Regions from separate parts of the Mus musculus genome. Here regions 2, 3, 4, 5 and 6 are each linked to region 1. The links are chromatin contacts, called in public HiCAR-type, HiChIP or PLAC-seq and Micro-C maps. All regions are on one chromosome and are shown on one strand. The core of a region is the stretch at or near the end of the contact, and the rest is flanking DNA. Distances in the headings are between cores, read along the strand shown.

Region 1 (3,258 bases), core at 235-2,734:
TTTCAAGGTGAAATGGCTTACCTCCTGAATTTGGAATTTTTTTTCAAATTTCCTTTCCCATTTTATAAAGAGAAAATAGCTACTTACAGGAGGAAAATGAAGGGTTAAAATATTTTATAATGAAGTATTTTCTCAATCAAATAAAATGGGGTCAACTACCAACTTGAATGTTTCACATCTTATCTTACGTTGCTTGAGAGACTTGTACCACTCCCATTTCTCATTTATAAGTGCAAAAACCTCACTCTTTTCTCCACATTATTCAAGCTGAGAAGTCTATCACTACTAGCACTTGCCACATTTACAAACGTAAACCACCCAAAGATGAAGATCAATTTAGCTGATGAAAACTTAGAGCAGGATACTTTGGCTCACACAGAACCAGTGTGTGCACGGTAATCTTTTTCCTACGGTGGATTACAGAGGCCACATGTCATCATCTATCTGCAGACTAGAAATAGACTGTTTCATTGCATTCTACCCAGAGAGCGGGTGTCGCTGGCAGGCCCTCAAAGTAGCTAAGAGTGAGTCTAGCTCTTGCAGAAGACCTAAGGGAGGACCCTAGCCCATCACATGAGGTGACTCCCAATCACTTATGACTCCAGTGTCAGGACATCTGCCACCCTCCGGTCTGCACAGGCACCTTCATGAAATGGTACACATAAAATTCACACAGATGCATGCACATACACGTTAGTAAAAATACATAAATCTTTTAAAACATGACTGTGTTTAAAAAAAAAAATCGTGTGATACATACATGCCCATGCACAATTATTGTTTGTCAATTAAAAGAAGAGACGGGTATGGTGGTATGCGTGTATGCCTGTCTGTTTGAGTATGTCTGTGTATGTGAGTACAGGTGCCAATCAGAGGCCAGAAGGGTCAGATCCTTTGGAGATGGAGTTATATCGGTGGTTGTGAGCTGCCTGACATGGGTGCTGGGGACTGAGTCAGGCTCTCTGTAGGGCAATCGCTTCCCTTAACCGCCGTGCCCTTTCCAGCCTCTAGTGATTATCAATGAAAGCCCTTTGGAGACCAGCAGGCTCTGGAAAAAGCTTTCCCTGATATCCCTTAACCTGCCTCAATATTGGACCATCAAAAAAGGAAAACCATTGCATTCGTCTCCTTTCTGAGGCTTGGCGGAACTGACGCCCAGCCGGCTCTGTTCCAAGCTGTCCTCTGGACTCATTCTCTCCTCCTCCGTATCGCTTGTACCCCCCTGTCCCCTCTAAAACAGTGTATAGAGACCTCAGGCCTCAGCGCTCCTGGTACCACCGACCTCCTTCCCTCACAAAGACAAGAGGGCAGGGAAGCGTGGATCAGCTCTCCAAACCACACTCCTAGAGGACAGGTGACAGAGGGAGAGCATGACAGACAGTGGAGAAAGGAGGAAAGCAAGACTAGCGTGCCTCAGCCCACGCATGCTCCGAGGAGCTGTGCTCGCCCGCTTAGGCAGCCTCAGCGCACGCATGCTCCGAGGAGCTGTACGAACCCACCAGGCTGCATGTAGGTTGTGGGCCAAGACTGTATGAGAGTCTCTGAAGGGAGTTTCCATTCTGCTGGTTAGAAGCCATGGATCCTAGATAAGTCACTTTCCCTCTATCTTGGAGTCCCTGGTTCAGACATCAGGTGACCAAAATCCGCTTGTTTCGCAAGCTCCTTTGAGAATAAATTCATCCAAAACGGGGAGTTGTGACAGAAGCCTGTAAATTCAGCACTTGGAAGCGGGGGTGGGGGGTTAGGAGGGTGGGGGAAGATAGGCCGTTCAAGGTCATCCTTAACCAAGAAGTGGGGGAAGAAACAGAAAGGAAGACAGAATAGGCAGCTATTGATATGGAAATCCAGTACGGCACACAGCACCCTTTGCCACAGCCTCCACCTCCGACCCTGCGCTTTGCATACAGCTGGAGCCTTCCCTCTGAAGTCACTGAGCCTACGGGTGTCTAGAGGGACAAAGAAAGGCGCGGCTGTTGCGGGAGCTGTAGAATAAAGGTTTAGCCCGGACCCCTATTGTCCTGCCTTCTTACTCTTGTTTTCACATTTCAATTAGCAAAGCTGAACTGGGAGGCCAACTCTTTGTTTTCGTCGTAGCCTAACTCAAATTCAACGCTAACCTGAAGAATCTGTGGTACGGCGATAAAAATAAAGTGGTCAAATCGGAGGTTGTCAGTCACAAACCAAAAGGGCCTACGCAAAGTCATAATCCTAAGGAGGGCATTTTAGGATGACTTTCAAAACAAAGTTAGCCTCTTTTTTGGGAGGGGGTTGTGTGTGTGTCTGGGCGGGTTCTTCTCGGCTTAAACAGGCTCCTCCTGGGCAGAAGTTACTGTGGCTTGGAGAGCCCAGTATTGCCTATCTGATGGGTCCCAGGGCCTCCCCGCCCTGGTTCAACGTGATCCGATTAGCTGGCAGTCTCCGGAGGTCAGGAGCCCAGCTGCAAGTGCAAATTGGTCTTGGGAAAGGGTGTGGCTTCCAGTCTCTGCTAGTCTCCCCCACATCAGCAGGGCTGCTTTCCTTGGTAAAATTCAGGAGGACTGGAGGAGGAGAGAATTTTTATCGAGTCCTTAGCATTGAGGCGACCCTGTGCACTGGTACAGGCTGACCTCCCCTCATCAGCGCAGATGGCCTGCAGCCAGTGTGACCAGCCCCCAGCCTCCCGTTCCCTCATAGATTGCTCAGTGCCACTGATCCACCCGCGACTGTCGCTGTTTATGATTTAATTTATACTAATAGGTTAAAGCGTAGCTGTGACATTTGTCATTTTGTATGGGAGCAACATGCTTCTGTAAGGCAATTAACGCTAAATGCTCACTACAGTACGGTAGTGACGCTTGTCTGTGTGAATTGTTATTGAAGTACGCCAAGGCAGATTTCCCAAACAGTAAGCGTACACTGCCGATTTAAATTGATCCTTGTACCCACAAAGTCACATTACTGCACACGGAATTTCCTTTCTTGCTTGCTTCCCTCCTTGGCAGACACAATTGATCACCAGTCACCATCCATTCAGACACTCATTTACACCTTCAGGACACACCTGCCATCAGGCCCATCCCCAAGTGTCTTAGGAGTAATTACATCACACACCAACCGCCAGGCTGAGAGGCAGGGGAATCTCATGAATGTGAACAGAATGTGTTTATAAAAAGATAAAGGGGGGGGGGGCAGTATGTTTTATGGAGGTGTAGTCAGGTATGGGGAAAGGAGGTGCCTTGGCGGCCCATGCTGAGGCATCCCTTCCCCCTGAGGGACCAG
Region 2 (3,258 bases), core at 425-2,924, 870 kb before region 1:
TTCCAAAGATATTAGAGCTGCCTTAAAATCACAATCAAGTTCTTGTCTAGTAAAGAGAAACTTGTGAATGTACTGAAACACCTGCAGGGCATGTGACTAGCAGAATACCCAATGTTTATAAGCCCTAAAACTATTTAAGATATAAAATCTTTAAGTGTCTGGAACTATTTTAAATTGTTCCCACAAGGACAATTCAGCTATTTTCATTTGGACTAACTCTTACACTACTATTAATGGGTTTACTTTTTCTCTTAGTACTGGAATCGATGTGCGCCTAAGGAAAATTGTTTTCATCAGTTCCTGAAATTAAAACGCAAGGTATTAACTTTCGGGGGGGGGGGAGGGGGGCACTTTACATTTAAAGATAGGAAGGATCACGTTTTCTCTTTAGCTCCATTCTTTTGGTTCTCCTTAAAATAAAGTAAATTGTTCTGTGTAACGTTTCGTTTCCTACACACTGAGAAGGCAAACCGCCTTGGATCTGAACAAGAATCACCAAGCCACTGTCTATCACAGTCAATGCTCCAAAGTCAACAGTTCCAGAGCTGTGTGGCACCTTAGCAGCTTTCTCGGGATACGCAGGGAAACCGCAAGCGTAAGCGGGTCACAAACGCTGAAAGAATTCTTCAGTAAAGACAGTGTGCACTCAAGGACTGGGTCCTCCGTACCTAGGGACAATCCGAGCTGACACAAGGGACCCACTACCATTAACCTCTGACCATGCATGCCCCAGCTGACGCACAGCTTTCTGCCGCGCGCCTGGGGGCCGTGCCAACACGCGGGGTCAGTCCCAGCCAGAGACTCTGCTGCCTGGTCTCCCGGCTCAGCCAGAGTCCCGCACCTGACCGGGAAAGACTCCGGGCGAGGCCGCGACCGTGAACGCCTCCTCGCCCGCGGCGGACCGCGCCTGCCCAAAGCCGCCGAACGGCGCCCACTGGCGCCCGCCGACTAGGGAGCTCCGGCTCCCAGTCGCCCTCCCGCACCGCCCGACCGCACCGCGCCGCGCCGCGGCCGCCCCTGGGGCAAGGACGCCATGCGGGCCGGCGGGCAAGGCGCGGGCGGGCTCCCACGGCGCCCCCGCGGGGCCGCAAGATGGCGGCGGAGCCCTCCGCGGCGCCCGGCGGCTCCCTCCCCTCCCCTCCGCAGCGCAGCCCAGCCCGGCCCGGCCCGGCCCGGCAGCGGCGGACGGCGAGGCGCGGGGCCGAGGGACGCAGCGGGGCCGCGGCTCCGACGCTCGGCCGGGGCGTGGGGGAGGGGAGCACGGCCCGGCCACCCCGCCGCCGCCCGCCAGCCCCAGCCCCAGCCTCAGCTCCGCTCCGGAGCGTCCCAGCCAGCCTACCTTTGAATTTGAGGTCTGAAGGAGGGTCGAGGACCAGGATCTGCTCGTGCTTCGCCATGGCCCCGGAGGCGGACGCCATAGGAGACAGCGCAGCGCAGAGCGGGGGCGCGCCCGCGGCGGCGGTTCGCTGGCGGGGGCGAGGGGACGGTGGCGGCGCCGGCTCCGCGGAGCTCTAGGACGGGGCCAGGCTCACGATTCCCGAAGCTCCGCGCCTGCTGCCGGGCCGCGGGGGTCCCGAGGGCAGCCTGTCCGCTCAGCAGCTCCGGGTGTCACAACTGACTCAACCCCACACCAGCCGCCGCGGCCACGCGCACTGCGATCCTCGGCGCCCCACGTGACGGGCCCTACGTGCCTACGTGCGCGCCCCCGCGGCCTGGAGCCCTCGTGCTGGCCCCGCCCTCCGGGCCTAACTGGGGGGTGGGAGGGGTCAACGCTGAGCTAGTGCGCCTGCGCACCTCCGACTTGGCCGCAGCTCCGGGCGCCGCGCCGCTGTCAATCTCCGTAGAGCAGGGTCGGGGGGGCGGAGCGGGGCTCTTTGCGGGGAGACGCGGTGCACGGCGCCCCGGGAAGGGGGTGTCGTTCTTGGGGCCCTGGAGCTGCGAGTGCGGGGCTGGAGCGCCGACTACGACGCTACCTCACGGCGTTCCAAGTGGAATTCCGAACGGAAGAGAGTCATGAAGCGCCGGGTACCTCGACTCCCAGCATGCCCTGTGCGGGCGGCGCCTCCGCGGTGGCTGCTGGGAACCGGGAAGGCGACCTGGGTCCGTTGGAGGCGAGTGGGTGGGGCCGCTGACGCGGCTTTTGGCTCGCCGAGGGCGTCTTGTCTGCCCTGGAAAAGAGAAGGGTTTTTGCAGGCTGCCTGGAAGCCAGGCATCCCAGGAGAGACCGCCCTTTGGGAGAGCGGCAGGGCGTGTCCCTCTGGTCTGCTGGGGATTCCTTCCGCCCTCAGCGAACGTGCGCTCCGTTCTGCCTGCTGTTCCAAGACTGCCTCCTCCCCATCTCCCTCCTGCCCAGCCAAAGGAAACACATCTCGCTCACAAGCGAACGAGTTCCAGGGGAAATCTGTGCCAGGCACAGTTTCTCTACAAGGGTAGAAACGAAATCTCTGTTCCTACAGCGTGGAGTTCACGTGCTGTATCTACAGTGTGGTTCACTTCAAACTCATACCCAAATCTGTTTGCCACATTCTCGTGCTAGGGACGAATTTTATCTGTATCACTTAGGAGAGCCTGTACCAAATGAGAAAAAAAAAAAAAAATGCCAAGCAAGTTGCTGACAGATATTCAGCCCCTTGCCAGGGTATCCAGGGACGGGAAGAGCAAACAAAACAAATGGATGTGCTGTAAAAACCTTTATTGTGTCCTATGGTGCTGCTTGAATTTAAATCTCTAGGAAGCTCCGTGCGAAACAAAGCACATATTCATGCTTCTGCCACGAAAAGGCACTCTAGATTGCTTGGAAGTAAATGTCGAAATGAGCAGTCTAGAATACAGCTAATTAGACTTTTTCAACTTGCCGCCCCGACACCTGAAAAACTTTCATGCCACTCGAGGTATATAGGATATAATAGTGGTATAAAGCAAACATTGGTCGTTTAAAAAAAAAAGTTTGTTTTCTTTCTTTGAATGCTTACTTTGTATCCTAACCTAAAAAATGAATTTTGAAAAGAAGCAGACCAAAAATCCATTTAAGACAAAAGCAAGCTTGTATGCAAACGAGATGGATTTCCTTGTTCATCTCTACGTAAAAATTATTTATTCTTGGCTGAATATTTGATATTGCTAAACACAACATTGTCAACTTTTTTTGTAATTGATTGCTATTTTGATTTTATAATTACCAATGCTGAGAATCATTTTATATAAATACCTAGTGCAAAGTGGCAAAAAAATAGATTTGGAAACATTTCAAAAATAGTT
Region 3 (3,258 bases), core at 265-2,764, 710 kb before region 1:
ACCCTAAGTAAGGTGTCTTAGTTAGGGTTGTACTGCTGTGAACAGACACCAATGACCAAGGCAACTCTTATAAGGACAACATTTAATTGGGGCTGGCTAACAGGTTCAGAGGTTCTGTCCAGCATCATCAAAGCAGGAATATGGCGGCATCCAAGCAGGCATGGTGCAGGCAGAGCTGAGAGTTCTACATCTTCATCTGAAGATTGCAAATGGAAGACTGACTTCCAGGCAGTTAGGATGAGAGTCTTAAGCCCATGCCCACAGTGACACACCTACTCCAATGAGGCCACGCCTAATAGTGCCACTCCCTGGGCCAAGCATATACAAACCGTCACATAAGGCAACAGCCTCAGTTGCAATGGAGACCCCAGGATGTTGGAGCTGCCAGGGCCAGGGAAAGATGACCTAGGACAGCAAAGGGTTATATGTGCAACCAACCTAAGCCTATGAAAGGAGCTATTTATTACACAGATGGCAGACCTGGAGAAGCAAAATTGCCCACGCCTTTTGGGGCCCAGGAGATCATGAGTGAGTTCCAGATTCTGAACTACAGAACATGTCTTTTGGTTTAGCGTTTTTTGTTTGATTTTGTTTTTTGAGACAAGGTATCTCTACATAGCCTTGGCTGTCCTGGAACTCACTAAGCAGGCCAGGCTGCCTTCAAATTCACAGAGATCTACCTACCTTTGCCTCCTGAGCATTGGATTAAGGGAATGTGTCATCATACCATGCTTTAGTCTTTTTTGTTTGTTTGTTTGTTTTTGTTTTTTTGTTGTTGTTGTTTTTTTTCGAGGCAGGGTTTCTCTGTGTAGCCCTGGCTGTCCTGGAACTCACTATGTAGACCAGGCTGGCCTCAAACTCAGAAATCCATCTGCCTCTGCCTCCCAAGTGCTGGGATTAAAGGCATGCGCCACCATGCCCGGCCCCATGCTTTAGTCTTAATATGCTACTTCTTATGCCCTGGTTCTTCCATTCGGGGATAAGAAGTGCTTACTCCTCGAGTTTACATTTCTTTTCTTTCCTTTTTTCATTTTACAGGAGCATACAGATTAGAGATTTTGGATTTGTTTAAAAAGACAATAACGGATTGACCTGTCCCCCAAAACCCCTCTCTTCCCCAAACTGCCTTTGGTAGGAGTATTTTTATCACAGCAACACAATGGAACTAGCACAGAATGATAAGGAGAGAGGCCAGTAGGAGCGTGACTGCCGATTATCTCCCTAGACAAGAGGACACATAAAGAATAGGCTGCTTGAGGAGGGCCTGTTCTGAGTGTCTGTTGAGGCGAAGTGCTGCACCGGCTCTTCCGGCCCCATCCATGGTAGAGCGGTCAGTCAACAGGCAGCACAGATAGCCGTGTGCACACAAAGTGGTACCCATGGTGTGGTGTTGGAATTGTCACCCGATGCAGTGAGAGATCATGGGGGTTAAGGGAGATACAACAGAGGCTGGAAAAAAGGAATCTGGACCCTCTCTCTGATCAGAGAGGATCTGTGCAAGCCCTTACTCTAAGGCTTTGCTAGGAAAGAAGAATGGCAACTCTACCCCAATACAACCTCTCTCCCACTGGCCATGCCACAATGTCTGCCGTTTGCAATTTCTCATCCCTGCATTCTTTCTACCAACAGTTGACGCAGTCAGAAAGCCAGTGCCACTGTTTGGGGGAACTCTTACAGACACAAGAACAATAAACCAGATCTTCTTTGTTTCCCAGAGTATCCAGTCGTGAGTATTTTGTTATATGGAAACAGCAAACAGCCTGATAGATAGTTATAGTGTGAGGTTGGAATTGTCACCTGATGCTCTGGGAGATAATGGGGTTTAAGTGAGATATGTAGATAAATAGTTGTTTATTCTAACTTATGGTCATGTGCATTTATTCCAGGAAACTCCCAACAAATCACAGAACCTTATCCGGTGGTGCTTTCCATATCAGAGAGCTCAGTGTGTCTCAGAGCAATCCACTTGACATCACATGGCTCTGATGGCTGTACTTGGAGGTAGAACCCTGTTCACTGTGGGTCCTAATGCCCCCCTTGCAACCATGAAGCCCTACTCTGTCACAAGCCCTGCACACATCTACACTCCCACAGCCTGGATGTCTCATGAAAATCCTGGGTGTGTGTGCATGCTCTTTTGGTGAGACACCAGATACATACTAACAAAGGCCGTGGAGGAAGAAAAAGCCGGGAAGCCCTCAGCTGCACTCTTAATACTCCCTTGGCTGCTGAGGAAGTAGCAGAAGTCTCTAAACTGTTGTCAAGACAACCAAAGCACAAACACAAATCTCTTTGGGATCCCATCAGGAAGCAGTTTTTTAGCCCAAAATAAATAGGCTACTCCTCCCCCTCCTCTTCGCTCTGTCTCCTGCTCTTGCCACATGGCGGTATGCGCTAAAAATGCTAACTGGGAAGCTTTCCACCTTTGAGGTTAGGACAACTGCTGCAATATTTGTGTGTGTGTGTGTTTGAACATGTACATTGGGTGGTGTTGTTTTTTAAAGTGTCCTGTTTCATAATACTAGTTCAGATTCCATGGTGGGATGGCCTGGCACATGACTGGCAAAGCTGAGACCTACTGGGTATCCACGGACCTCTGCCTGGTGCAGTCTGGCATGCTAACTCTCCGGGGCTAGCTTCCACAGTGTGCCCCACTGACCCCCAGGGGAGAGCATTCACAAGGCTGGCTGCGATTGTCCCCATGTGGCATAAAAGGAGAAAACCCACACGTGTATAACTGGTAGAAAACAAAAATCCTTAAGGTTCTTGAGCGCTTGACTTTGCAAGATTGTTATGCTACCAGAGTATCCCACAGGCCAATGCTAATCCCACCATGGAGCACTTATCAAAAAGAAACAGAGTCAGACACACTAAGTACACAGTAGGAGCACCAAGGTTCTAGGCAAGGTTCCTAGGGACATGTAAAGAGACCGTGCCATCTGGCCCGCTCGCACTTTACCTGACTCAATGACCCTGATGCCAGAAGATAAAGCCTCGAGGCCAAAGGCAGGAGCCTGAGACTATAGCAAAGAGTCACCAGCAGGGATCCAGCCTAAAAACAGCCTGTGCCTTGAGCAGGAAGCCTGTCTTCCAACAAGTGACCAAGCACAAAGACTAGCCACCAAGCCTCTCCAGCAAGGAGTAAGCCCTTGCTATGCAGTAAAGACACCCTGCCACCTTCTAGGCAACTGAGGGGAAAGCTGGCAGGGTATAGATCACACTGAGGCTTCAGGGGCTGTGTGGCATCGCTTTAAAACA
Region 4 (3,258 bases), core at 273-2,772, 620 kb before region 1:
TATCTGGCCTTCAAGCTCAGGGACCTCCTGTCTGCCTTCCCAGTGCTGAGATTACAGGTATAAGCCATAACACGCGAGTGCTATGGACTGAATTCTGGTACTTATCTTTGCAAAAGCAAGCACTAAGCAACTAAGCCGTTTCCACAGCTAGAGTCCTTTTATTCAACACAGACACACATAACGAAGAGACACAAAAGCCAAACATCCATCTATGTCCCGGACTCTTCACATAAGGGCTGCTGGACAACGCAATTAGATCAACAACTGCAATCTGCCCTGGGAAACTTAGGCACACATCCAAAGCCAAGCATGGTGGCCCATGCCTATAATCCAGCATGTGGGAGACAGAGGCAGCAGGATCCAGAGTTCAAGGTCACCTTGGCTATAGAACAAACTTGAGACTACTGGCCCACATGAGATCTTATTAAAACAAACAAACAACAACAACAACAAAAAGAGTCCATGAGACAGAGGAAACAAAAGATTGACAGTTTAGTGAGCTGGAGAGAAAAACAAAAGGAAAGGTTCCCTCCCAGATTGAAAACTGTGTGCAGCTACAAGGATCTCAGGCTTGTGCTCTCAACAAGTGCCGTATCCTTGAAGCAAAAGGCCTGAGGTGTTGTCTTCTCACAATGACCCACAGCTCCACTCTCCAGGTCCCAGAGGTGTTAACTAGTGTCCGCAGGCTGTGCTACTCAATCTGCTGCTGGGTCTGCATGTGGCTTGTACGACCTTTCAGAGGTGTGGATTTTAGCTTTGATGTGACTGGGAAACTGAATCCAGACTCAGCTTCACACACTAAAGTAGCACAAAACCACAAGTGGGCCTTGTGCACTCCCAACAAAGCAGCAGGGCCACACGGTTCTTCCCTCCAGTGACTGCAAAGCAGAATCCGTCCTGGGCCTTCCAGCCCTGCATTTCCATTCAAAACTCAAACTTCTCAGCAGTGTCTCTCACTCTTACAGCTCTGTCCACAGACACAAACCAGGCAGGAAATAACAAGATCACCTTTGTAATTAAAAAACAAAAAGTCTTTCTAAACTTAATGAAATATTTGATTTATACCACACTAAAGTATGAATAACACAAAGCAGGAAACATTTGTGTGAATAAATTTCCCACCAGAGAATTTAGCATCAACAGACAGGTATGTTCTACTTTTAAAAGAATATCTTACAGCAGTGTACAGAAGGCTCATCCACACTTCCTGTAGGTTTATTAGACACAAGATGTAAGAGAATAACTCACTTGTCTTTTAGCTTCCCTCAGCTTTCTCTTGAGGGCAGTCAGAATCCTCTGTACTTCCCATAATCTTTCTTCTTTAGATAAGTCCTTTATCCCGCCCTGCAGATCTCGATGTAAACAATTCAAAAGGAACTCCTAGATAACAAAAGGATACATGGTGTCCACTGGTCTTGTTATCTGACAGCAGCACCTGCAGTTTCTCAGATGAAGACCCCCAGCTCTCGATCTGCACAGCAACAGCGACCTCAGTCCCTTATTTTTGGAGGTTCAGTAGTAATTAGCCCATATCTTTGCTCTTCCTTCTCTCCTCACAGCAACTGGTAAGTAGAACTCAGCCAACAAGGAAAACAGGCCTGTGGTAATAGTCATGCAACGCAACCAGCGTTCTCAAGGTTCTACTCGGTCTTGAGTTTCTTACCAGTCAGTCTCAGGCTCTCTGCCTCCCCTGACACACTTGTGCGTGTTCACACACACACATTTGCTGGGTTTCTTCTAGATACCAAAGTAGTACAGTGGAAAAGCTCCATGCTTGAGCTAATCTTGGTTACATAGTCTAGGAATTATGTCACAGTATCTTAGCTGTAAAACAGGATGGGTAACGTGTTGCACTTTGTCCAGAAAAGCAAACATGTTTGAGATCCTGGCTATGGGCTGAGTCCTTCCCATGCATTATTCCCCACATTCATTCCCTGAGTTGATCCATTCTAAAATGAGAATACCAAGGTTTAAGGAGGTTGAACAATTTGCCTTACATTAGCATGTCAAGGATGAGCAGAGGGCTGAGGAGATGGCACAGAGGTTAAGAGCACTGGATGCACAACAACCATCTGTAATGGGATCTGATGCTCTCGTCTGGAGTGTACTCATATATATGTCAAAAGAAGATGAGCAGAGTGGAAATTTGAAACTAATTCTTACAGTTTAAAACCCTATGCTATTGCTATTTCTAACACGGCAGCTCACTCACACAATATGAACTAGGACAGCTGGAAATGTGCCCTGAAGAACATGCTCCCAGGACAAGGGCAGAGCTCAGTGGGTAGACACTTGCATAAGGCCCTGGGTTCCATCCTCAGCACTGCACAAAACTGGGTGTGGTCCCACAACTTCAGCACACAAGAGGCGGAGGACTGTACACAGGAACTGCACACTACTCCATAAGCTAGGGCTGACCACCTCCATTCCACAGCCCTTTGTGGGCAGCACAGAAGCAGGCAGGGAGGGCTGAGGAGAGAGAAGGGCAGGGGCAGGGGCAGGGGCAGGGGCAGGGGCAGGGGCAGGGGCAGGGGCAGGGGCAGGCAGGGCAGCACACACCTGTCTCCTGATCTCCTCCTTGATGCCTGCTTGGGTCTCTGGCAGTGTGGGCATCGTGGCCATGTTGGACCAGCGCAGAGGTCTTGTTACTTGCTTCAGGACCACGGTGCCAAAGAGCTCTTGCACATGTGTGAAAAGCACGTACAGGACCCGATTGCTGATCTGCAGACAACAGATTCAGAGGTGCGTAAGACCATGAAAGTGATCTTTACCTTCGCCAGTCACACTATGCAGCCTTTAACTCTGGATACTATGCAGGTCTCCACGGGGGACAGAACAGGCTTCACTAATGATCAGTTTAGGTGAAAGCCCGGCTTGAGTCAGGTTCTCAGGCAGTATAGCTGGCAAGCCGGGAAAGGGCACAAGACACACCGCCATCAATGTGCACTTTCTAGTCATCCGTCAACGGTCATTTCCTACATGTTCGGAGACCCGTCCACACAGAGTGATGCTCCTGCAGACAGCTGGGCGGTGGCGCACCTTCAGGTGTATAGAGCTCTCCAGCACACAAGCTCCACTGTTCCCAGATGTTCCCATCCTAGGAAGCCAGAAGGGCAGGACGGCTTTTGCCTGGCTCAGACTTTCTCTTACTCTTGGAGCTTCTGTAGTTCAAGCACCCACGTTAGGGCAATACTGAGTAACAATGCAGCACTGACTAATTCCAAATCCAGGCTAACAAAGGTGATCATGATATTCGAG
Region 5 (3,258 bases), core at 303-2,802, 590 kb before region 1:
TGACTTCAAACTCACAGAGCTCTGCCTCCAGAGAGCTGGGACTGAAGGTGTGTGCCACCACCAGCTGGCTTCTAGATACTTCGTTTTAAAATTTACTTAACAGCAACTGCTATTAAACTAACCTATCTCTCTTGGGTCTATGGGACACACTGAAAAACAAGAAGCACTCTACTGACTGCAGACCTCTGAAAATGCTAACACCACTAACAGGAGTTCTTCATTTTGAAGAAGACATCCAGGACCTTGAAATCATCGAGATAATTCCTACTACAGAAAGTGATGGGACCTTTCCTTAAAGTGCTGTCTGAACACTAAACCAAAAGTAGGCTTATAACTTATCACTGAGTACTTTGTTAATAACGGCCAAGTATAGGTAATGCTACCCCAAAGCACCAGTGTTAGCCCACCCCCGTTCCATCAACACCACCAAAGCTGGGCAGTGCAACAGCTCAATGCCCACACTATAGCACTTCTGTCACAAGCACAGACCTCTAATGAAAACAGCTGTGATCTCTAAAAACCTTAGGGTACGCACGCTGCTCTCTCTGGAAGAATCCTTGTAATAATCTCCAAACTTGAACCAGCCCTACCTACTTCAGGAGACTGGAAAGTGGAGTAATTCGTCAAACCTGTTTCACAACGACATATTTAAAAGATGGAAAAAGAAAGCTGGCCTCGACTGAGAACACTCTGGTACGAAAACGCTTGAAAACGCCGTTGAGAATGGAGCTCCTAACTCCAGATCAGACAGAACACTTCTGAACCCTGGAACAAGTACCACTGCAAACAGGGTCGTCCCCTTGCCCAACGCCTGCCACGGGCGACAACAGGAGCTGTTCCCCCGACTCTACCCGGCAAACACGGAGACAGGTGGGCGAGCCAGATGCGCGAGGCAGATGCGACCCATAAACCGGAAGGCTTGCGTCAGGCCAGTCCCCGGCCGCAGCTCCGGCCAGGTGTGGCCCGCAGGGATGCCCCGAGGCCTGGAAGGGTCCGAGGAAGCAGCTGGACTCCCAACTAGCCTCTGGGTCCCAGAGCAACACAGGACACACCCGGGTGCTCCCAAGGAGGCCTGTCGGGCAGGCGGCGTGACCCACCCCAAAGGAGCAAGCTCCGGGGTGAAGCTTTCACGGACAACGTAAGGCGGGGCGGCCACGCCCCCCACCCCCAACTCCCATTCCGAGCCCGGGATCCCAAGCCCGGCACGCTGCGTGACAGGCGCGGGCGCGAGGCCGGGCGCCCGACGGCTCCCACGGACACCGCCGCAGCGTTGCGACCCCCGCGAGCGTCCGCTCCCCGCCACTGACCAGTGCCTGCCGCCGAGCGACCGTCCGCTCCGCTGCAGCCGCCGCCGCCTCCTCGCACTCACGCTTCCGCCACAACCGCCGCCTCCTGCGCTGCACCCCGGGCCGGCCGCGGGAGCCCCATTCCCACCCCGCCCAGCCTTCGCCTGTTTACAATGATTGGGACAGAACAGGACGAGCCGGCCCAGCGCGCACGCGCACGCCCTCCTCCCGCCGCAGCCGGCTTCCCGGGTCCTCGGCTCCTTGGCCGTGACGGCTAGGGCCGGCTAGGGCAAACGCCCCGCGTCCTCGCGTGGGGCACGCCGGGAGTTGTAGTTCTAGTTAACCCAACGCCCCGCTGCTGTAGGGCCCTTGTCTCCGACATAAACCACAACGCCCAGAAAGCACCGCGCCTCCCGAGCTGGAACTCGTTAAGGGGGAACAGGGAACCCGCGAGAGGATGCGCCAAACGCTAAGGCTCTGCAGGCGCCTGCGCAGTGTTCTGGGGAGCGAGTGGAACACACACACCTACCGGAGCGAATCCAAGTGAAAACAGTGTGGGAGCCCTGCGGAGCTCTGCTGGAAAGAAAGCGCGTTCCTCCCCAAGCTCTGGCCTGGTGTCCGCAGCTACTGAGAGTGACACTTTTCCCCCCAGCGTCTGCGTACTTTAAGTGGTTCCAACCAGTTAAACCAGCCTGGGCTGCTGACCCACCCCGCCTCTGGGCGGAGCACCTTGCTGGCCTTCTTTGGGCGGAGATCTTCCTTTGGAGAATTCTTGCCTGGGGGTTTGGAGAAAGGAGGCTTCTGGGGCCAGGGCTGGGCAATCCGCAGGACCCCTGAAGTGTGTTGACTTGCGGGAAACTGCTGGCTCCCACCCACTTGCCTCCGCAGTTAGCAATCCATACCCGAGTTAAAGCCGCACAGCATCACGTTCAGCTTACAAATAGAAACAGCTGCGTATCCTCCAGAAGTCCCCCACGAAGGACGGAAAACGTGTTGGCTGGTGCATACTGTAATAAACAGCACTCCATGGAATTATTCTGGGTTTATGACATTGGCAGTCAGAAGAGAGATGAGATTTCTAGTGTCTGCTTCTTCACTGATCCATCGTGTGCTACACTCCCAAGCCATCTTTGCTCAAATATGACAAGTCCATCCCCTTGTGCAAAAGAGTCACTCCCAGTGGAACACTGAGGTCCTAGAGGGACCTTTCCACAACCCCTGTAGCAATAAAACAGCCTCCATGAGAAGATGGCCTGTGAGTACGCCAGTTAAATTACTCCTTCCCGCTGGCAGTTCTGATTTGGTCAAGGGATAAGCACTGCCTGAGCGGGGCTTTATGGAGCCTTCCCTGGAATTGACATATGGGATAATGAGGTGGGGAAAGAGGCTTTTTTTTTTTTTTTTAACTGAGTAATTTACGTGTAACATCACGTGACTCGTTCACCGTGGAAGTGAATAAGGCTGAAAGCAGAGAAGTGGGGGACACAGCAAGGGAGAGGGAAAAGCAAGAGTGAAGACTGACTTCCTTCTGAGCCATAGTTTCTGCAGAGCCTTTAAGTGCCGCGTTTACGTGAGCCAATCCAGGAGTAATCTATGCACACTTTTTTTTATTATTTATTTGTGCTAATGGAGGTGCAAATAAAGAGCATATTTATTGGCTGTTTCTCAGCAGTCTTCCCTCCCCCTTAAGGAACACCACATAACCATTTCCGCTGGTAACTGTTTTAGAACTAGGCATCATGTCCAACCAGAGCCAATAACCCACAGAGACAGACCGAGGCTTCCACTAAACCGAAGCTTCCTCTCTGTTCTGGTGCAGTGAAGTACTTGAGGTCTGCAAAAGGAGGAACCATTTTTGTCTCCTATCAGAGAAAAGCTAAACAGAAGAGAACTCAGGGAGAGGATGAAGCTAATAATGTCAAACAAATGCAATGTGTTCCGGGACAGAAGGTAGGCAGGTCTATTTGCTGCC
Region 6 (3,258 bases), core at 450-2,949, 560 kb before region 1:
GTACACACATACAACACACACAGAAACATACATATGCACATGCACAGCACACACACATATGTACACACACAGCACACATACATATGCACACACATATGCACACACATACAGCACCCACATATCCACACATACATGCACATACATATGTACACACATACAACACACACATATATGCACACACAGAAACACACCTATGCACACGCACAGCACATACACGTATGCACAGACACAGCACACATACATATGCACACACACATGCACAGCACACATACAAACATACAAAGGAGAGGAAAGAAGAGAAGCATGAAGGTGTGATCCCCAACACCATGGTCAAAAGCAAGTTAGGAGCAAAGGGTTTCCTTGACTTACATTTCCACACCCCTGTTCATCATCAAAGGAAGTCAAGAGAGGAACTCAAGCAGGGCAGGAACCTGGAGGCAGGAGCAGATGCAGAGGCCATAGAGGGTGCTGCTTACTGGCTTATACAGCCTGCTTTCTTTCTTTTCTTTTCTTTTTTTTTTTTTTGGTTTTTCGAGACAGGGTTTCTCTTTTAGCTCTGGCTGTCCTGGAACTCACTCTGTAGACCAAGCTGGCCTCGAACTCAGAAATCCACCTGCCTCTGCCTCCCGAGTGCTGGGATTAAAGGCGTGTGCCACCACGCCCGGCTCAGCCTGCTTTCTTATAGAACCCAGAACCACCAGCCCAGGGATGGAACCACCCACAACAGAGTTGGCCCTACTCACTAATCATTAATTAAGAAAATGCGCTACCAGAATTGCCTACAATCTCAATCTTAGGAATGCATTTTTTTTTTCCTCAATTGAGGTTCCCATTTCTCAGATGACTCTAGCTGTGTCAAGTTGACGTAAAACTAGCCAGCAACGGTATGGAGACAATACATATAGGCCATTCCATCACTGACTTGGGAATGATGGGAGAGATATCCTACCCAGGATGCAGTTGGTGTGGATGAGCTCTGAGCTCCAGGAGAGGTGCCCTCCTTCAGTTCCCCGGCCTGTGGGAAATATGCATTCTCTGTAGGTGCTGTCTCTGCTCCCCTGGAGAAGGGTCCCCATTGCAGGCCTGGCTGCTTATAGCTCCAGCAGAAAGATCAGTATTTGAAAGTAACTGAAAATATAGGTAATATAGATAGACTTGGAGTCTATCTATATAACTCATTAGCAGAGTCAGAAGAATCAAATATTGAATAAGAAACAACTTCTCCCCTTCTCCCACTGAACAGGAGGCAGCTGAACAAGACACAGCTGTTTGGAGACCAGCATTCTGGGGAAGGCCCCTCTCTGTACAGCCCAGGAGGGAATCTCTGAATAGTTGCACTCTTGGACTGCGCTCAGTGTTCCTCATCAGCTGGAGGCCGCATCATCAGCTTCATTTTGTTGCCTCTGTCATTGTTTTGGAGCCTTAGAGCGTGAACGTGCCTGGCCCCCTGCCATGGCTGCAGGAGTGGAGCCAGGGTGTGTACTGCAGCCCAGAGGAGGAGCCTCACACTCTTCTGCAAAAAGATTCCAGGGAGGAAATCTGGAAAGTCTTTTCAAAACAACTCACAAAGGAAGGAGAGCTGCCAACTCTTGCAGGGTTGGTTTGCCCTAATAAATGATCAGTTACTTAACGTGAGCACCACTCAGTGCTTCTTCCATGCTGGAAGCCCTGGCCCCAGCAAGGGAGCGAAGGCTTTGTATGACCAGGAGGACATTCTGAGTCATGATCAGCATGGAGGCCCCGTGATCAGGACAGGAGGAGGGGACCATAGAGAGGCTGAGGGAAGTGGTCGTCTCACACAGTAAAGCACTGCTAACAGACGAGAACCTGGGCTAGTGTTTTATGTGATTAAAAATAGTCTTCTTTAAAAATACATCCCTCTCCCTGCTCCTCCCTCTCCCCTCCTCCTGCTCCTCCTCCTCCTCCTGCTCCTCCTCCTCCTGCTCCTCCTCCTCCTCCTCCTCCTCCTCCTCCTCTTCTTCTTCTTCTTCTTCTTCTTCTTCTTCTTCTTCTTCTTCTTCTTCTTCTTCTTCTTCTTCTTCTTCTTCTTCTTCTTCTTCTTCTTCTTCTCCTCCTCTCTCCCTGTCTCTGTCTCTCTCGTTTTCTAGACAAGGCTCTTCCATGTAGCCCTGGGGGGGTAGGGGTGGGGGTGGAGGGGTGGGTGGTGGTGGTGGTGGTGTGGGGTGGGGTGGGGGGAGGAGTGGGGGAGGGTTAAAGTAAGCTTATTCAGGCTCTTTGTGCCTTTACTCATGAGCCCCTCTCTGATTGGTGAGAGGCTCAGAGTTTCGCTAACTCTCTGAGAGCCAGAGAAAAAGGAAAAGAAAGTCATGCGTGCAGTAAGAAAATCCTTTATGCAGGCAATATGTACAGACATATACACATTCATACACACATACACTCTGGTCGGGTCCGGTCCGACCGCATGTCTTACCAGCTCCACAAGTGTTCATGCCTATTTACATAATACACATATACCTACATATCTATGTATAGACAGATATACATATATATATATACATTTGGTAGGTGGATGGGGCATAGCCCCAGGTGTTACCACCTTTTTCCTTCTCTCAGGCCAGATAAAATGTTATACAAAAGGGGAGTCCATAGTAAGTTTGAAGCCGTGTTTCAGTCTTTTTTTTATATATATATTTTTCTTATTTTAAAGATTTATTTATTTTATGCATATGGTCTTTTTATTTATTTGTTTGTTTGTTTTTGTTTTTGTTTTTGGAGACAGGCTTTCTCTTTGTAGCTCTGGCTGTCCTGGAACTCACTATGTAGACAAGGCTGACCTCGAACTCAGAAATTCGCCTGCCTCTGCCTCCCAAGTGCTGGGATTAAAGGCGTGAGCCACCACTGCCTGGCTTATTTTATGTATATGAGTACACTGTAGCTGTCTAAAGACACATCAGGAGAGTGTATCGGATCCCATTACAGATGGTTGTGAGTCACCATGTGGTTGCTGGGAATTGAACTCAGGACCTTTTGAAGATTAGTCAGTGCTTTTAACCTCTGAGCCATCTCGCCAGCCTCGCGGTGTTTCATTCTATAAGCTCATTATAAGTTCATAGCAACATTGCACAGGCCTTGCTTTATCATACATAGCGCACACTTGTAGCTTCATCCTTGTACCTGATCTAAAATGAATGATTTTACTTGATCACAAATTTGTTCGACACCTATTTTTCTTTTTAGTGTAATTGTAAAAGCTCGTTGTATTCCTTCTTATGCAGCCTTTACTTACTATTCTATGAG

What was found. Hi-C and Micro-C count contacts between places; a contact is called where the count stands out from the background. HiCAR-type assays count read pairs that join an accessible place to other places. HiChIP or PLAC-seq counts read pairs in DNA pulled down with a chosen protein or histone mark.
Region 2: a contact with region 1 is called in a Micro-C map of embryonic stem cells, with 8 times the contacts expected there. The contact joins the promoter of Vapa here to the enhancer-like site in region 1. A contact is called at or near these places in 1 of 39 promoter capture datasets (hippocampal neurons), 1 of 484 Hi-C or Micro-C datasets (embryonic stem cells) and 4 of 115 datasets of contacts at active chromatin or transcription factors (the NIH/3T3 cell line, embryonic stem cells, epiblast stem cells and 1 more).
Region 3: an H3K27ac HiChIP or PLAC-seq map of extraembryonic endoderm stem cells shows a contact between it and region 1, with 7 times the contacts expected there. The contact joins two enhancer-like sites. A contact is called at or near these places in 3 of 39 promoter capture datasets (cranial neural crest, hippocampal neurons and liver), 2 of 115 datasets of contacts at active chromatin or transcription factors (embryonic stem cells and extraembryonic endoderm stem cells) and 1 of 9 other capture datasets (embryonic stem cells).
Region 4: a contact with region 1 is called in an H3K27ac HiChIP or PLAC-seq map of trophoblast stem cells, with 7 times the contacts expected there. The contact joins two enhancer-like sites. A contact is called at or near these places in 1 of 15 datasets of contacts at CTCF or cohesin (embryonic stem cells), 28 of 484 Hi-C or Micro-C datasets (the Ba/F3 cell line, the G1E-ER4 cell line, adipose-derived mesenchymal stem cells and 16 more), 5 of 115 datasets of contacts at active chromatin or transcription factors (differentiating embryonic stem cells, embryonic hindbrain, embryonic stem cells and 2 more) and 4 of 9 other capture datasets (embryonic stem cells, embryonic tail, embryonic trunk and 1 more).
Region 5: a contact with region 1 is called in a HiCAR-type map of embryonic stem cells, with 3 times the contacts expected there. The contact joins the promoter of Ralbp1 here to the enhancer-like site in region 1. A contact is called at or near these places in 6 of 39 promoter capture datasets (the 3T3-L1 cell line, cranial neural crest, embryonic stem cells and 2 more), 1 of 15 datasets of contacts at CTCF or cohesin (large pre-B cells), 10 of 484 Hi-C or Micro-C datasets (the C2C12 cell line, cerebral cortex, embryonic stem cells and 1 more), 19 of 115 datasets of contacts at active chromatin or transcription factors (the NIH/3T3 cell line, embryonic forebrain, embryonic midbrain and 8 more) and 1 of 9 other capture datasets (embryonic tail).
Region 6: an H3K27ac HiChIP or PLAC-seq map of embryonic stem cells shows a contact between it and region 1, with 2.7 times the contacts expected there. The contact joins two enhancer-like sites. A contact is called at or near these places in 3 of 115 datasets of contacts at active chromatin or transcription factors (all in embryonic stem cells) and 3 of 9 other capture datasets (embryonic stem cells, embryonic tail and embryonic trunk).

What each region holds. Positions count from the first base shown.
Region 1 is chr17:66,478,022-66,481,279 of GRCm38.p6, forward strand. No RefSeq gene overlaps it. Among named protein-coding and RNA genes, the nearest start is that of Gm41608, 27 kb to the right of the region's middle. RefSeq lists an enhancer at 375-3,258. Within about 2 kb of position 1,485, at least 124 of the 459 cell types and tissues checked have an H3K27ac peak or open chromatin away from gene starts, as enhancers often do. A contact at or near this core is called in cerebral cortex, embryonic forebrain, embryonic stem cells and 7 more, where this site is marked.
Region 2 is chr17:65,611,881-65,615,138 of GRCm38.p6, forward strand. Vapa (vesicle-associated membrane protein, associated protein A) reads right to left here and starts at 1,675. Exons shown (of 6, transcript NM_013933.3): 1 at 1,340-1,675. The coding sequence starts at 1,418.
Region 3 is chr17:65,766,372-65,769,629 of GRCm38.p6, forward strand. All of the region lies in intron 1 of Rab31 (RAB31, member RAS oncogene family), which reads right to left. Among named protein-coding and RNA genes, the nearest start is that of Rab31, 4.8 kb to the right of the region's middle. Within about 2 kb of position 1,515, at least 64 of the 459 cell types and tissues checked have an H3K27ac peak or open chromatin away from gene starts, as enhancers often do. A contact at or near this core is called in extraembryonic endoderm stem cells, where this site is marked.
Region 4 is chr17:65,856,414-65,859,671 of GRCm38.p6, forward strand. Ralbp1 (ralA binding protein 1) reads right to left here. Exons shown (of 10, transcript NM_001198949.1): 5 at 2,560-2,721; 6 at 1,249-1,380. Among named protein-coding and RNA genes, the nearest start is that of Ralbp1, 27 kb to the right of the region's middle. Within about 2 kb of position 1,523, at least 13 of the 459 cell types and tissues checked have an H3K27ac peak or open chromatin away from gene starts, as enhancers often do. A contact at or near this core is called in rod photoreceptor and trophoblast stem cells, where this site is marked.
Region 5 is chr17:65,883,371-65,886,628 of GRCm38.p6, forward strand. It overlaps Ralbp1 (ralA binding protein 1), which reads right to left and starts at 1,553. Exons shown (of 10, transcript NM_001198949.1): 1 at 1,308-1,553.
Region 6 is chr17:65,914,857-65,918,114 of GRCm38.p6, forward strand. Gm35550 (a long non-coding RNA gene) reads left to right here. Exons shown (of 3, transcript XR_385706.4): 3 at 1,244-1,823. Among named protein-coding and RNA genes, the nearest start is that of Gm35550, 3.5 kb to the left of the region's middle. Within about 2 kb of position 1,700, at least 171 of the 459 cell types and tissues checked have an H3K27ac peak or open chromatin away from gene starts, as enhancers often do. A contact at or near this core is called in embryonic stem cells, where this site is marked.